Regions from separate parts of the Sus scrofa genome. Here region 2 is linked to region 1. A link is a contact called in public Hi-C data. All regions are on one chromosome and are shown on one strand. Each heading gives the region's core, a stretch centred on a gene start, on an enhancer-like site or on the middle of the called end of the contact. The rest is flanking DNA. Distances are from core to core; before and after follow the strand shown.

Region 1 (5,047 bases), core at 838-3,337:
GGAGAGGTCAGTGACCTTGCCCTAGAGAGTGGGACTCTTTGAAGCTCCTCTTCTGGCTCCCTTGGGTGCTGTGTGCTCTCAGGAGAGTCTCTCACCCTCTCTGGGCTTTGGTTCACCCAAATGTGAAATAGGACAAGATTCCGGCCCATTTCCCCTCCCCAGCCAGGGCGAAGAGGGACAGGCCTCCATAGACTCAGGGAATCTGGGGAGGGGAGCTCTATTATGTCTTCAAGGCCTTCCCCCCTCCCCTCCCCGTTCCCAGGCACCCTGACCTTGTGGTGGAAGTGGCCCATCCCAAAATAATCCACGAATCTGGGGCAGAGATCCTGCGCTATGCCCATCTCCTGGTGAGCCCTGCCTCTTTCGCCTTGGCACCACCCCCCTCTAAATGGGATCCGTCATCTGACCTCAGCCCCGCCCCGCCTTCATCTTCCCCAGGTGGGCTCCCCCTCGGCCCTGGCTGAGCAGGCCACGGAGCAGCGGCTCCTGGAGGCCTCGCATCGCTGGGGCCACGCTGTGTTCGTGGCCCGAGGTGCCCTGTGGGGCACTGACGACATCACCAGATTGGACAAAGCCGGAGGCCTCCAGGTGAGGGTCCGCTGGGCTCCCCGGGAACTGGAAAGGGCCAACAGAGATCCCTAGCCCCCCTGACCCTGGCTCTCACTTCCAGAGCCTCCGAGTCACCATGGCCACACACCCCGATGGCTTCCGGCTCGAGGGACCCCTGGCTACAGCGCACAGCACCGGGCCTCGCACCGTGCTCTATGAAGGCCCTGTCCGTGGGCTCTGCCCCTTTGCCCCCCGAAATTCTAACACCATGGCAGCTGCTGCCCTGGCCGCCCCCAGCCTGGGCTTTGACCGTGTGATTGGGGTGCTTGTGGCTGATTTCAGGTGAGCCAAGCTGAGCAGGGGGTCTGGGCTGGGGCCAGGCCAGTAGCACTGATTACCTTCCTTGCCTCAGCCTCAAGGACATGCACGTGGTGGATGTGGAGCTGAGCGGCCCCCCAGGCCCCACAGGCCGAAGCTTTGCTGTGCACACCCACAGGGAGAACCCAGCTGAGCCCGGTGCTGTCACTGGCTCTGCCACTGTCACCGCCTTCTGGCGCAGCCTCCTGGGTGAGGCCAGGTTCCTCCCCAGTGCTAGTGGTCCCTCACCCCAAGCCCCGGGCTCTCATGCTCTGCAGAGCTTGCGTCTCAGGTGTTGCCTCGGTCTGAAGTTCTGATTCTGTCTTAATTGATTGATCGTTGTTTCTGAGTCTCCTTAACCCTGCGCGCGATGATGCTGAATCTTTTTAGATCTCTCTCTGTTGTCCAAGTTTCCATGCTCTCAGCCTCTGTGTCCCCCTCTCTCTGGGACCCTACCAGGTGTCCCTGTCCACCCTCACGGTCTCTGTCCCTCTATCTCTGGGACTTTGGTCCCTCTCCTTAGGTCGCTGGGCCCCTCTGGGTCTCAGGCTCTCCCTCTAGGTCTTCCTCGATCCCCACCTTGGCCTGTCCCTTCTTCCAGGTGTCTGTCACTCCTCATCTCTCTGTCTGAGCCTTTCATTCCCGGTTATTTCCCCTGCAGGCTGCTGCCAGCTCCCCTCCAAGCCGGGAATCCATTTCTGCTGAGAAGCCTCCTCCTTCCCATAAGGACATCTTTGTCTCATGTACTTCCTCACCACCGTCCGGCTCCTACCCCGGCCTCGGTGTCCCCATACCTCCCTCGTGTCTCAGTAAATATTGGAGGCTCTTTTCCCGACCTGGTCTGGTGTCTGATCACTTGTTCCCCTCCCGTGACGTCACGCTGCGTCGTCACACTATGCCTGACGCCACCACATGGAGCGGGCATACAGGGACGCGCGAACCTACGCACTACATTTCCCATGATCCTCTGAGCAGAAGGGGGCGTGGCAGTAGGAGAAGGCGAGGCCGCTGAGGGCACATTTCCGGGACTCGCCGCAGGGACCGACGGAAGTTGTAGTCCCGCGTTCTCCGGGCGACAGCGGACTTCCGGGCCACGCTGCCCGGAAGTTCCATGCGGAGCAGGCGCGCTCCCGAGGGTCGCCGGGAGTCGTAGTCCGGCTCGTGGGGGCCGCCGGGAGCTGTAGTCGGTCCCGCCCGGCCAGTCAGCGCGGTGTTTGTTGCCCGCCTTGCTCACGGAGCCCAGAGCCACCGCCCAGGGGGATGCGGGAACCCCCGGTTCGGAGGAACAGAGAGGCAGGCGGGGTGAAGGGCGTTGCCAGGCAACGGACTAGCGCTACGGTTGGGGTACGGGTCGGGGAGAGGGCTCTTGCTGTCGGGGAGGGGGCCCTGTTGCCAGAGGACCAGAGGAGAGAACGCTCTTGTTTAGTGACAGGGAAGGGGAGTCTTCTGTTGCTAGGCAACCAGAAGAGACCCTGTTAGCTAGACACGCGAGAGGAGGATTCCTCTATTGCTAAGTAACCAGAAGAAAGTCTGGTTACCTACTGGGGTGGAGGGTTCTCTGTTGCTAGGTAGCTGGAGATGAAGCCTGTTACCTAGGGATAGGGGAGAGGGTTTCTTTGTTGCTAGGTGACCATACGGACCCTTTCACTTAGGGATGTGGCAGGGGTGGTCCTCTGTTGCTAAGTGAGCGGAAGAGCGAGCTTTTTTCCTAGAAATAGGGGATGAAGGTACTCTGCTGCCAGGACAGCCGAATCAGTGGCCCAGTGGCCCCTCAGGCTGTATGAGTCCCAACTCAATGACAGTGCCGCCCGCCCGCCCCAGACCTGCCGGCAGGCTGGCCTTCCAGATCCCAGGTCCCTGAGTACCTTCTCTCCCCACTCCCTCAAGGAGGAGCCGAGGACGGCATGTCCCAGGCCCCAGGAGCTCAGCCAAGCCCACCCTCCGTGTACCACGAACGGCAACGCCTGGAACTCTGTGCTGTCCACGCCCTCAACAACGTCCTGCAGCAGCAGCTCTTCAGCCAGGAGGCTGCCGATGAGATCTGCAAGAGGTGACCATCACCCCCCCATACCCTGGAGAAGCAGGGCTCACAGAGGCGAGCAACCCACCTGGGTCTCAGAGCAAGGCGGGGGCAGAGCCCCGGGGGTTTCTGCTGCCCTATCTCATAGCTGGGCTAGACCCTGGGACTCAAAGATTGAGATGTTGCCTCGTGCACCTGTTTGTCCCCTTGGCCTCAGCCTCAGGTTGTCTCACCCTGTTATCTGGGCCATCGCCTTCACTCTTCTCTGGCCTCCCAGCTCCCAATTTATTTCGTTCAGTCCCAGCTACACAGCGTCCGGTCTGACCCTGCTCCTCCGCTGCTCCCAGCCCTCCCATGGCTCCCTAGCACCCCAGAAGAAGGCCCAAGCTCTGCAGTCTTGTGCTCTGATCCCCGCTTGTCTCTGCAGCTCCTCTCAAAGCAAATTCCTCTCCAGGCCCTGAATGGACCCCACCACGGTGCCTCTGGGCCTTTTCATGTGCTCTTCGTTCGTTCTTTCTTCCCTTTTTTTAGGGCCGCACCCATGGCATATGGAGGTTCCCAGGCTAGGGGTTGAATCGGATCTACAGCTGTGGGCCTACGCCACAGCCACAGCCACACAGGATCCAAGCCACATCTGTGACCTACACCACAGCTCATGGCAACACCAGATCCTCAACCCACTGGGCAAGGCCAGGGATCAAACCCGCATCCTCATGGATACTAATTGGATTCGTTTCCGCTGCACAGCGGGAACTCCCCAGGCTGTTCTTTCTGCCTGGCACAGCTTCCTCCTCTCGGCAGCCTGAAAGGCCCCTCCTCGCTATTCAAGTTTTCAGACACCCCTTTTTGTCTTTCTGCCTCCTCTCTGTCCCCACAGCTCTGGTCCCATCATCTCCTGGACCCTCCCCTCAGCCTGCGTGATCCTACACCCAGAGGTGGCCCTGTCCCCACATCCCTTGTCACAGTCCTCCCGTGGCCCTTTCCCCAGCATCCTCAGGCAGAGTCCCAGCCCCTCAGCCTGATTATTTTAGAATCTATTCATTCTCTCTGTCATTCAGAGCAGGAATCAATCACCTCTTTCATGGGAGGCCACACTGGAGGTCCAGAGACAGCTCTGTCCTGAGGGAAGCAGATACCCAGAAAAATCCGACACAACACTCCCCTCTTCGGCCCCTCCCCCTGCCCCGCCCACCAAGGGCCCAAAGTCAGAACAAAGGTGCCGGTTGTCCAGAGGAGGGGGGCTCAGAGAGACAAGCGGTGGTGGGGCAAACTTCTGGGGCTGGGGGACAGCTGGAGGAAAGGCTGGGCAGCAGGAGCACAGATGTTGGGGACAGGTGGCCATGCAGGGATGGGTGGGGCCTGAAGCTAGGAGGCCAGCAGGGGCCAGACCGCTCAAGGCCTCCAAGGCGAGGCTGAGAGACTGGGGCGCTCCTGGGATGCCAGGGGAGCCAGGGAGGGCTGGCGGCAGCGCCAGGGGTAGAAGGAGCCCCAGGCCCATGGGAGAGGGCCTTGGTGGCGGAGGTTGGATGCTGAGTGAGGGGCCAGGCGGAGGAGGGCAAGGCCAGAGCAGAGAGCTCTGGGTCGAGGACAGGGCACCCGGCCTTGAGGTCAGGGCGGAGAGAGTTGGGGCACAGGAGGAGCAGGGCTTGGGTTGAAGAGGGGGAGAATCCCAAGGCCGGGTGACTCGCAGGCCTGGGGACTCTTTTGCTTGGTAGGGTGCGGGAGGCCTTTCCAGGGAACCCCAACTCAGGCCCTGCCCACCGCCCAACCAGGTTGGCCCCAGATTCCCGGCTGAACCCCCATCGCAGCCTCCTGGGCACCGGAAACTATGACGTCAACGTGATCATGGCCGCCCTGCAGGGGCAGGGCCTGGCCGCCGTGTGGTGGGACAGAAGGAGGTGCGACCCAAGACCCCAAGTCATGTGCGCCGAGCTCGGCTAAGTGGTGTGGTGCGGTGGTGGTCAGAGCGAAGGGAAAGGGGTGGGGGGTGGGCAGGAGAGAGGGAGGAAGGCGTGGATGGGTGGATAATGGCTGGCAGCAGACTGAGGGGTAGGGGACGGTAGAGGAGTGACCAGAGGGCCCGTGGGGTGAGTTGATGGCTAGATGATGGGTTGACTGATG
Region 2 (5,047 bases), core at 840-3,339, 400 kb before region 1:
TTTTATTGATGTATAGTTGATTAACAATGGTGTGTTAATGTCTGTGGTACAGCAAAGTGATTCAGTTATACATATATACATTTTTTATATATTCTTTTTTTTTTTTTTTTTCCTTTTGAAGGGCTGCATCTGCAGGCTCATGGACGTTCCCAGGCTAGGGGTCAGATTGAAGCGGTAGTCGCCAGCCTACCCATGGCCACAGCAACGTGAGATCTGACCTGTGTCTGCGACCTACATCACAGCTCAAGGCAACGCTGGATCCTTAACCTATCGAATGAGGTCAGGGATTGAACTTTCATTCTCACGGATACTAGTCGGATTCATTACCACTGAACCACAACTGAACTCCTATATATTCTTTTCCATTATGGTTTAATCTCAGCATATTGAACATAGTTCCCGGTGTTATACGGTAGGAAAGAATTCTTTATATATTTAAGTTCAACCTCCCTTTTGGAAAAAGATATCTATCTACTTATCTATAACTACTTATCTATATCTATAGCTCTGTAGATATAGACTGATATATAGATATGATTTTTTCCCAATGTATGGCTTACATGTTCATTTTCTTTCTTTTTTTTCCCTGTTTATGGCCATACACGTGGCATACGGAAGTTCCTTGTCGGATCCCCAACCCACTGAGCAAGGCCAGGATTCGAACCTGTATCTTCAGGGAGACCATGTTGGGTTCTTGACCCGCTGAGACACAATGGGAACTTTTTTTTTTTTTTTGGCTATGCCCAATATATGTGGAAATTCCAAGGCTGAGGATGGAACTTGTGCCATATCTGACAATGCCAGATCCTTAACCCACTGAGGCACCAGGGATTTCCCAGGAAGTTTATATTAATTTTAGAGGTAAGAAATGTCAACACTTACCGTGAGGTGAGAGAGGAAATTTCATTCATTCACCAGTCGTCTACACTGTGCCTTCAGGTTTCTAGTAAAGATCCAGCCCTTGTCTCTGAGGAAAGTAACATCCGGTTGGAAGGCAGGTTACCTGGCAATCCAATGCCATAGCGAAAGTGCCTGTGATGAGGGCAGCAAAGGCCAGGGATGGGTGGAGTTCTAGCTCTTCTGGACTGGAAAGGGAGTTCTCAGAGAGGTACAGGCCAAGTAAGGGCTCTCAGGCAGTCACAAGGGATGTGAGTTCTGCAGATAATCTTGGGCTCGCAGGTGTTACGTTCTCACTTTACCACTGTGCTGGGAATCCTCCACCAGCTACCAAGTTCTGTGATCTGTTTGTGACCAACCCCACCTCTACCCCAGCAGGGATGGGGCCTCTGCCCAGGACGTGCTCTGGCTCCTGGGTTGGAAAGGGAGGAGGGGTGTGTGCTGTCCGCGGTGCTGATTCAGAGTTAAGCGCTGACTGCATCTCTGGCGGGGGGCAGGGCAGGGGGGGCTGATCACAAAGAACAGAGACCCTATGTCTGGATCCAAGAGGTTCAATATGACAGATGTGCTGGTTGGTGAGAGCTGCCTCTCGAGTCCCCGGTCTCTTGGCTCCTTTAGTTCAAGGGTCTGAGTTTCTGAAACTCTGAGTCTCTATGACACTGGGCGTGGGGACTGGTGGGTTTCAGGAATCTGAGTCTTTGGAACACTCTTCAGAAGACGGAGTGTCGACGGCTGACGCACGCGCAGAGGCCTCGGCTCTCAAACACACTGCTCCCTCTCCCCAGCCGACACGCTCAGGCGCACCATGAACCAGTCCTGCAGGGCACGCGTGCATCCAGGGCGAACCGCTCCTCTCAGAATCTCTGTACTGCGCATGTCCCATCTCCTCTTTTTACACACGCGACCAAACCTTCGGTTCCCACCGAAACCCCATCGCAGAGGGTAAAAACATTATGCTCTATAATCCCTATAAAAGCCTAGCTACAAAAATATATAATTTTAACACAGTCACTTCGCCTTTTAAGCGTCCAGCACGGTGAGAGAGCACTACCACAGCAAAATAACGCATGCGCTACGGCCTTTGCCCCCTGCGCAGGCGCAGAAAAGAAAGAGGGCGGTGCATGCGGCAGTGCATTTTGGGAGCGGTAGGCAGAGTGAAAAATGGGGCCACAAAGGTTGCTGGGAGTTGTAAGCCAAGAGGACCTGGTAACCATAAGTGCCTCAGGAGCCGTTGCATGGGATTCTGGGAGCCGTAGGCAAGGCAGCCTCCAAGGTCTTTTGGGAGTTGTAGTCTCCGGATCCACTTCCGTGCCGGAGTTCCGCGTGTCAGACGGTTTGGACGATCCACCCCCGAGTTCTCCTCAGGTGAGTATTCCCCCGCCTCGAGTTGGTCCGCCCGTGAGCGCCCGCTCTTTGTTGCGGTGTCGTCTGAGGGTTGAAGGTCTCTGTGGGAGTGATGACACTCGCCTCAGTTTTCCCAGCGCCTGTTATCCCAGAGGCCTTCTGGCCACCATCCCCCTTCGGACCCTGCGGCCTGGCCTGTCTCTGGCCCGCACCCTCCCTCCCCCCCTCAGGTTGAGTTTCGACCATTTCCCTGCCCCTGACTCTAGCTGGGTACGTCCGCATTGCCCCTACTCTGTCCTGATAGAATGATGTTACATCCCATGGGTCCTTCTGACAAGGCTGCAATCCGGAGGCATCCCTGAGGCCTGGGCCCCGTTTTCCGGGGGCATTTATCATTCCCTCATCCCTCAGAACTTTACTGAGCACCCATCCTGTGCCAAGTCCACCTCGAGGCAGGGGAGGTCAGTGGTGGAGGAAGCAGACCCTGTCCCTGCGTTTATTGGGCTTGTTGCAGGACTTACGCACAGGGAGACAGGACACCGAGACCTTTTTGCCAGGCAACAGCATATATTCGTGCCCGCACTGGCTTAGCAGGTTCATATCCAAAGGCTGAGCCTCCAACACAGTGGGGCGTGGTCTTACATATCCTCCGTTATTATGATTATTTTTTTCCCTGCTTTGGTCTCTTTGTCCCCCTTATAAGGTAACATACATTCTGTAATTTCTGAGTGGACAGTTATAGATCCATGGATTCAGGTTATGGCACCTTGTTACAGAATCGTGCATGTGCACACAGGTGCTGATGTCACATGTTGCCTTCCCTTTGTTCTCCGAGGGGACTGGGAGGGCCTTCCCCCCTCCCCCCTCCAGGCTCACAGTACAGTACACACCTGTCACCATGAAGGGTAGAGTCGAGATCCAGTGCAGATGGAGGCATACAAGGGGCTCTGCTAGCCCAGAGGGGGCTCCTGACCCAGCCTGGGGTTGATCAAGTCTTCAAAGGGAAGATGCTTAACAGGCACATCAAACCTGACCTGTCCAGATGGAGAATTCTGGTCAGCGTCATCCCCCACCCCTCCAGCCATGACTAAATGGTCCCATCATCCTCCCAGGTGCTCAGGCCAAAACCTCCAAGTCATCCCTCTTTCCTCTTTTTTTTCTCATGACCCTACCCACCACCCCAGTCCAAGTCTTGTGCCAGTCCTGAGGGTGGCTCTACCTTCAAAATAGATCCAAAATCCCACCTTTTCCTGTCCTCTACACTGCCAACCCCCTAGTCCAGGCCACTGTCATCTCACTGGCTACTGCCATAGCCTCCTCAGTGGCCTCCCTGTCTCTACCCCTGCCTGCCACTGTCTGTTCCCCACACTGCAGCCAAAGAGATCCCTTTAAAACCTAAGTTACATTATACCCCTTCTTAGGGCAAAATCCTCCCATGGCTCCCATCTCTTTCTGTATCCTGGCTTCTTAGCCTCTGACAATCTGCACAGACCCATCTCCTGCCTGGGTCTTCCTTGTTCTGTAGGCAGACTCCCGGGACCGAGTGACTGTAGATTTAGGGGGAGAAGAGAGATAAATCCAGGGTGGCTTTATGTCCTGCCTTCAGAGAAGCTGGGCGGAAGGTGGTGGGGGTCTGGGAAGACAGGGAACAGCTGGGCAAGAACAGGTTTCTGCCTGGGGGTCCGTTTGGGCACCCAAGATCCAAGGGGACCATCAGGGATCCTCAATGGGGCATCTAGAGGACCGGCCGGGTGGACTTCATCATCCAGAGTCACCCACGAGGAAAAAATGACCTGGGCAGGACCTGAGAACCATGAAGAGGACTCCAAAAGAGACTAGAGGCTGAGCAGGAGATAAACCAGGAGAGGGAGGGCGAATCAAGTCAAAGCCGGGGGAGGAGGTGGGGTGAGGAGATTTCAAGGGGTCGCTGCTCAGCTGTGACAGATGTGCCGAATGGTCACGGCCATGGGTCCTGAGGGCTGGTTGCTGGGCCCAGTGACAGGGAAGAATCCTCTGGGCAGAGGGAAGGGCACTGCGGACACTTTGCAGTAGGCGTTTCCTGGGATGCTTGAGAGTAGAGACCAGAGCGGCTGAAGGCAAGTGGGACGTGAGGTTAGAGCAAAAGGCCATAAGCTTTTAGGAAAAGTGAGGTAAGATGCTTGGGAGGATGAAGAGAAGATACAGCACTGCTGTGAAATCCGTGGATGCGGGATCAGGAGCGATGTGGAGGGCCGGCTGCAGAGTTAGGCGGATTTTAACTGCGTCCCTATCCCCCACGTTGTTCAAGGATCACTTGTGTGCGTATTACCCTCTCTTATTCTGGGAGACACCTACTCTGCGCGCATTCTGCTGGCCCTGGTCTGTTCCTGACACGGACACCATGCCGGCAGCCTTTCTGTGGGCAAGGACCCCGGCAATCCAGAATCCTCGTGTAACCCTTCTCCCCTCTCTCCCCACCCAGGAGAAGCCGTCCCGTCCCGCCTCACCTGGACCCCACGATGCCCGCCCCGCAGTGCGCCTCCTGCCACAAGGCGCGCGCAGCCCTCCGCCGTCCCCGCTCCGGCCAGGCGCTGTGCGGCCCCTGCTTCTGCGCCGCCTTTGAGGCCGAGGTGCTACACACGGTGGTAGCGGGCCGCCTGCTGCCGCCCGGCGCCGTGGTGGCCGTGGGCGCCTCGGGTGGCAAGGACTCCACTGTGCTGGCGCACGTGCTGCGCGAGCTGGCCCCGCGCCTGGGCATCTCGCTGCGCCTCGTGGCCGTGGACGAAGGCATCGGCGGCTACCGGGACGCGGCGCTGGCGGCCGTGCG

The links. A called contact is a pair of places that touch in the nucleus more often than the background predicts.
Region 2: a contact with region 1 is called in a Hi-C map of liver, with 5 times the contacts expected there. The contact joins the promoter of CTU1 here to the promoter of JOSD2 in region 1. A contact is called at or near these places in 2 of 47 Hi-C or Micro-C datasets (heart right ventricle and liver).

What each region holds. Positions count from the first base shown.
Region 1 is chr6:55,338,035-55,343,081 of Sscrofa11.1, reverse strand. JOSD2 (Josephin domain containing 2) reads left to right here and starts at 2,087. Exons shown (of 5, transcript NM_001243416.1): 1 at 2,087-2,250; 2 at 2,794-2,956; 3 at 4,699-4,824. The coding sequence starts at 2,811. It overlaps ASPDH (aspartate dehydrogenase domain containing), which reads left to right. Exons shown (of 7, transcript NM_001243870.1): 2 at 1-6; 3 at 263-347; 4 at 439-588; 5 at 671-891; 6 at 962-1,116; 7 at 1,568-1,739. The coding sequence ends at 1,611.
Region 2 is chr6:55,742,785-55,747,831 of Sscrofa11.1, reverse strand. It overlaps CTU1 (cytoplasmic tRNA 2-thiolation protein 1), which reads left to right and starts at 2,089. Exons shown (of 4, transcript XM_021094859.1): 1 at 2,089-2,262; 2 at 4,703-5,047. The coding sequence starts at 4,740. LOC110261034 (myeloid cell surface antigen CD33-like) reads right to left here and starts at 1,968. Exons shown (of 6, transcript XM_021094852.1): 1 at 883-1,968. The coding sequence starts at 907.